2 separate regions of the Mus musculus genome follow, and region 2 is linked to region 1. The links are chromatin contacts, called in public promoter capture Hi-C maps. All regions are on one chromosome and are shown on one strand. Each heading gives the region's core, a stretch centred on a gene start, on an enhancer-like site or on the middle of the called end of the contact. The rest is flanking DNA. Distances are from core to core; before and after follow the strand shown. Region 1 holds the start of Ogdhl (oxoglutarate dehydrogenase-like). Region 2 overlaps Wdfy4 (WD repeat and FYVE domain containing 4).

Region 1 (2,700 bases), core at 5-2,504:
TAGCCAAGGCCCTAATTAACCCTGTTAGGTCCTGCTCATACAGGGCAGGATGGCGGCAAGCACACCCTAAAACGTGCCCTGTGCAAGTTTCTAGTGGGAAGATCTTGGGGGCATCCTTTTTGGAACAATGTCATCCAGTCAGAACCAGGGCAGGCAACTTAATACTAAGTCTCCTGCAGTGGTGCACAGGGGAGGGCTGCTCTGTAAACTGCCCTTGGGAAAATCAGTTAGTAGAGGTCAGAGTAGGGAGGCCCCCTTCCCTCCAAACCCTGAAGCAGCACGCAGTAGCAGAGTCTTTCTACCTGTCTTGTACTAGAAACTGAACTCACTGCCTGACTGGAAAATGTAGAACTCCAAAGAGCTAGGCAGAAGGGTGTGATGGGGGTCGGGGTGCAAGCTTACTTTCTTGACAGGGAGGAAGGAAGGGCCAAACTAAAGCCCAGAACTGGGGTGTGTACAAAGATGGGTAAGGTCTGTTGAAGGTTACTGGTGGATGGAGAGGAAATACACAGATTGGCTTGGGATTGGAGCCCGTAGGGCTGGGGGTTTCAGCGCTGGGTCTTTGCAGAGCATGGTCCTTAGGGTCAATCAGATAAGTCCTCTTAGGGCTCATCCTGAGTGCGGGAGGATGGCTGAGACCTCAAACTACTTGACCTAGATATCTGGTCGGCCTCCATTTCCTCAAGTGGGAGCACAGACCGCAGTTAAAAACAAGTATAGGGCCTGTCCTGGGACTTCGAAGCTGCTTGCATGTCCCGCCAGATGCAACCCTGGAACCTCTTCAATCTCAGTGCTGTTCTGGGCAGCCCCCCTCTCCTTGGAAGAGTACCAGGCAGGCTCCTCTCCAGGCCACTACGGCAAACAGTGGGGGGGGGGGGGGGGCTGCAGCCTTCCGGCCTGAAGCCCCACTATTGGCAAGTCACTCCTTCCCACGAAATCTGCATTCACCTGCTGACAAGCACAAAGGACCGGGGGTCCTAAGGAACGCTGCACTTAGTCTAGGGAGAGACCAAGGTCAAGTTCCCGTTCCCCACACCCCACCCCACCCCCTCCCCAAGGGCCTGGCTGAGGTTAGTGGGCAGCGCTGCCCCAGGACCTAGGATCGAGTTGCAGAGGGTTCAGCTCGCAGGAACGGGGGTCGCGCCGCCGCTCTCACCGGCTGGCCGAGGTTCCGGGCCACGCGGTCCGGGGGGCTGAAGGTCCGGGGACTGAGCGGAGGGTCACGAGCAGCGCGCTGTATCAATTACCTAGGTCACGTGACACGGCCGCCGTGAGCGCGCACCCTCGGGATTCCGCGCGTCGTGACGTCTCGGTAGACGCCCCGCCCTGTCTGCGGCCCTCGCTGTCCGAGGTGCTGACCTCCCAGATCCAAGACCTCATGTGGCCCCCAAAGAGCCAGGTGCTTCCAGATGGCCAGCAGGAGCCCAGGTCTGCCCTGTCTGAGTGACTGGAGACAGTGCTGGACCCATGAACCCCAGAGTCCTCGACCTGAAACTAAGAGGAACGTACCAGAATAAAGCAGACTTGTATGTGTGTATGGGGGAAAGATAGATTCCTCTCTATCACCCATAAAATGGGAATGCTATTAAAAGTTCTGCTGTCTTCCAGCTGTTTTGAAGAAAGGATGAAGCAGTTTATGAAAAAATGCTTAGTGCCCTACCAATTCACTTTCCAAGGGATTGTGGCCTGGTTTCCCTCTCCTCAGAGAATCATTGCCACAGACAATCTAACAAAGAATATACATTGACAGAACCTGTGGAAATTTAATCTGCACTTTTATTATTAGTGATTTGCCAACTTATGTTATTGGTCAGTTTGGAGTTTTTCTGATGTGTTCCTGCCTTTTTCTTTTCTGTATTGGGCTCTGTTTCATTTCTAAGCAAATGCAGGATACACCCGTGGCTGGAAATGCTATCAGCAGTCCTTCACAGGATTACTGTAACAGCCCCTAACTGGCTTCTGTGTTTGCATCCCTTAATCCTGACCCAGCAGAGCAGCTAGGGACTTCCTGTGGAGCACAGCTTCATGTCACAGTTTGTACAATCATCTTTCTACGTAGCTGTTTAAGATCCACTGATCCTAAGCAAACTGTGGATAATTGACCTTGTGGTTTTTTGAGTGTTCCATCTGAAGGCTCCTATATCACATAAAACCATAATCAAATGACGTTTTATGTTTGTCTCTTGACAACCTGTCCTTGATTTACAGGAGTCTGGGCCAGCATCCTTTGTGAGAAGCAGGAAAGGAATCACCCCTTTCCCTTCCCTTCAAGGTAATAAATACCTGTAATTCCAGTACCATGAAGGCTAAGGCAGGATAGTTAAGAGTTCAAGGCCAGGCTGAAATACATATTGAGAACCTGTCTCAAAACAACTCCCAGATTCTGTCCAGGAGACTCTAGGCAGCTATGAATGTCCAAGGTTGCATTTTTGAACTCCTTTTCTGGCAAGTGTGGGGGAAATGGAGGGTAAAATGTGAAAGTGTGCGTTGTCTTGAGTGGGGGGACAATCAAGCACTGCTAGAGAAGAAGCCGGGACAGATCTGATAGTGAGTTGGAAGCCAGTCTGGGAGATCAGTGGCTTGCGGGGTGTTTGGTAGGGTGTGAGTAACATGCATTTCTGGCTTTCTTGACTGGAGTTCATTGAGTAGGAAGCAGGTAAGCCGTGTTGAGAGGCACATCAGAGAAGTTTACAACTGAGA
Region 2 (2,700 bases), core at 4-2,503, 670 kb before region 1:
GCCTTTCCTTTATTGGGCCACACCCTACCCCGTCTTCGAGCCAGCATCTCTTGTTTCCATGTGCTGTTCCAGTTAGTTTTTCCATGGAAGTTTGACTGTACAGTGTCCTGCAATGCATTTGGCTTTTCTGTGCCAAGAGGCAAGCTCCTGATTCATCATTTTCCCTAGGAACTGGAGGGAGCTGAGCTAGGTCCTGTGGGGACGTTTATCCTGTCCAGGCCAAGTCCTATCCTCATGGCTTTTCAAAGACAGAGAAGAAGGTGTGTGTAGGTCACAGACCCATGGTATTAAGAGGTCTCATTATCTGAGACTGATAGCTGGGAATGACTGGTGAATCAAATAGGTGATGATCTAAGGTGCTGATTGCAGCAGCTCCCATGGGAGGCTGAGGGCTGGTTTTCGGTTACTTGCCTAGGGTTTTGTAAGCACAGATACAAGGGACCTGGAAAGATCACCTTGTTCCCCATCACTCTGCCAACAGAAGGGAGCAGTTTAGAAAGTTGTCTGCCTCCCAGCCCCAGGGGACCCCTGGAAACTCACAAAGAAGCTAGTGATGCCAAGCACCAGCCCAAACAAACCATCAGGAGACAAGCTTGGGCACTCCAGAACTCTGCAGGAGACAGTGACTGTCTCAGAACTTCCCTTCTGCTCTGGAGGCCCTCACTCAAACCCAGAGGACAATGTGTCATTCTAGCCTGGAGGCCACTCACTGTTCTGTCCCTCCTACTTGCGACTTTGCATAGACTCTCTGCATTTCTGAGCCTGCATCTTATCTCCCCCTGCTATGGGCCAGCAAAGGCGTTAGAGAAGTCCCAGGTTCCCACTGGTCATATATCTCCCCTGCCAAGCTTGTGCACGGTTCCAGGCACCTGAAGATCAGCCTGTGTCCCCAGCCAGCTGTCCTGGCCAGGACTCAGAGTAGGTGGCCTCCTCTCCTAAATAATTCATCAGCTGATCAGCTAGCGTCTAGACTTGGTAAAGGAAGCAGAGGAGAGTGCAAGCATTTGAAGGCTGATCCCTCAGAGGAGAGGGAAAAGCACAGTTCAGAAAGAGAATAATAGGTAACAGGCACCAGGGAGCAAAGCCTTACCTGTGTTTTTGTCCTTAAGCTCCTTTGCTGTGAAACTTGGTTTCCAGCCAACAAGAGTCTTGGGACTTGGAGTTAATCAGCATAATCTTGACGCCAGCCTACGAAGTGAAAGGAAAACAAGCTTCAAAGTGTTTCCAGGGTACCTTGTTTCCAGGAAGCGGGAATCTGAGCCGTAATCCAAACACGTGACCCCTGCAGCTGGGTGCATCCTCCCACTTCCAGCAGCAGGGCGAGAGTTTTCAACAAAGCAGCTTTCCATAGCAACCATGCTAGTGACACTGAAAAGTCCCCGGGGCACCCAGCCCCAGGACCTCATATGTGACTTTCTTCTTATTTCATGTATTTGTGCATTTTCCTGCTTTTCATTTGTGGGGAGGGCTGTCTTTTATATGTTTATTTACTTGAGTTTATTTTTCTTGCAATTTTGTTTTTCTTTTAACCCTATTGGATCAAAGCAACCACAAAGCTCATGAGGTCACACTAGTGGGCCATCACTTTCTGTTGATTGTTGTCAGTAAATGTGGCTGTGATGTGAAAGCATGGCCTTTCCTGTTGGTGCTGCTGTGATACTCCCATCAGGGAGTAAGGCTGCCCTTCATATACCTGTGTATTTCTTGGCTTTTTATTTTTATTTTGCCAATGATCATTTTCCTTTAGCTCAGTGGTTCTCAACCTTCTTATGCTACGATCCTCTAATACAGTTCTTCCTGTTGTGGTGACCCCAACCGTCAAATCAACTGGTTGCTATTTCTTGAATGTATTTTTTGTTACTGTTGTGAATCATAATATAAAATATAATATAAAAATCTGTGTTTTCTGATGGTCATCCAGTGCAAAGGTCACTCGATCTCCAAAGGGGTCACCGCCCACAGCTTGAAAAGGCTACTTTAGATTAACTTTCTAGTATTTAAGAAAACTAGCCAAACAATGTTATTCTGCAAATAAGAAAATGACATTGCAGAAGCAAAATGTATAGAAATAAAAACTAATATAAACTCCTCTAACTGAACATAAATTAGAAAATAGATAGAATGGCTATCAATAAGTAAATGTTTTAAATTCATAATTAATCCAAGCAATAAAAATTTAAAGTATAGAAGAGCAAAATAAACTAATTTTAATCCCAAAATATATTTTAAAAAATCACCATTAAGGAAAGAATTTGATGGCATTATACCACTACTATTTCATGTTTAAGTTTAAAGATAAAGATAAAATGCTGTGCTGAATCTATACAATAAGTGATTTAATTGAATTAACAAGGATAATTAGATATTTTAAAAAATAGTCAAAAATTTACTGCAAGGTATATTTGTAATTGAAATATATAATATATATGTAATTTAAGTAAGAAAACAATTTAAAAGTCAGGAAATCAAGTAAAAATATAAAATCAATATCTTTCATAAGAGAAAACATACAAGAAGAAAAATATCTTTAAAGTGCTGATATGTAAACTCGTATGGAAAGGAAGCCAGGTGTCACTCGGGCATCTGGATGTAGTAGAAGGTACAGTGCAAAGGCTGTTATCGTCATTCATGGGGAGGAAATGGGCCTTAGTGAGAATCAGACACAGATGAGGTAGCTGTATAATCTAACCAGGCTAGAAC

Evidence for each region. Promoter capture Hi-C pulls out the DNA fragments that hold promoters and counts their contacts.
Region 2: a contact with region 1 is called in a promoter capture Hi-C map of liver, with 4 times the contacts expected there. The contact joins the enhancer-like site here to the promoter of Ogdhl in region 1. A contact is called at or near these places in 5 of 39 promoter capture datasets (the 3T3-L1 cell line, hippocampal neurons, liver and 1 more).

The regions. Positions count from the first base shown.
Region 1 is chr14:32,320,573-32,323,272 of GRCm38.p6, reverse strand. It overlaps Ogdhl (oxoglutarate dehydrogenase-like), which reads right to left and starts at 1,254. Exons shown (of 24, transcript NM_001081130.2): 1 at 1,157-1,254.
Region 2 is chr14:32,993,699-32,996,398 of GRCm38.p6, reverse strand. All of the region lies in intron 44 of Wdfy4 (WD repeat and FYVE domain containing 4), which reads left to right. Lrrc18 (leucine rich repeat containing 18) reads right to left here. Exons shown (of 3, transcript NM_001146021.1): 2 at 1,091-1,188. Among named protein-coding and RNA genes, the nearest start is that of Lrrc18, 3.7 kb to the right of the region's middle. Within about 2 kb of position 1,253, at least 82 of the 459 cell types and tissues checked have an H3K27ac peak or open chromatin away from gene starts, as enhancers often do. A contact at or near this core is called in liver, where this site is marked.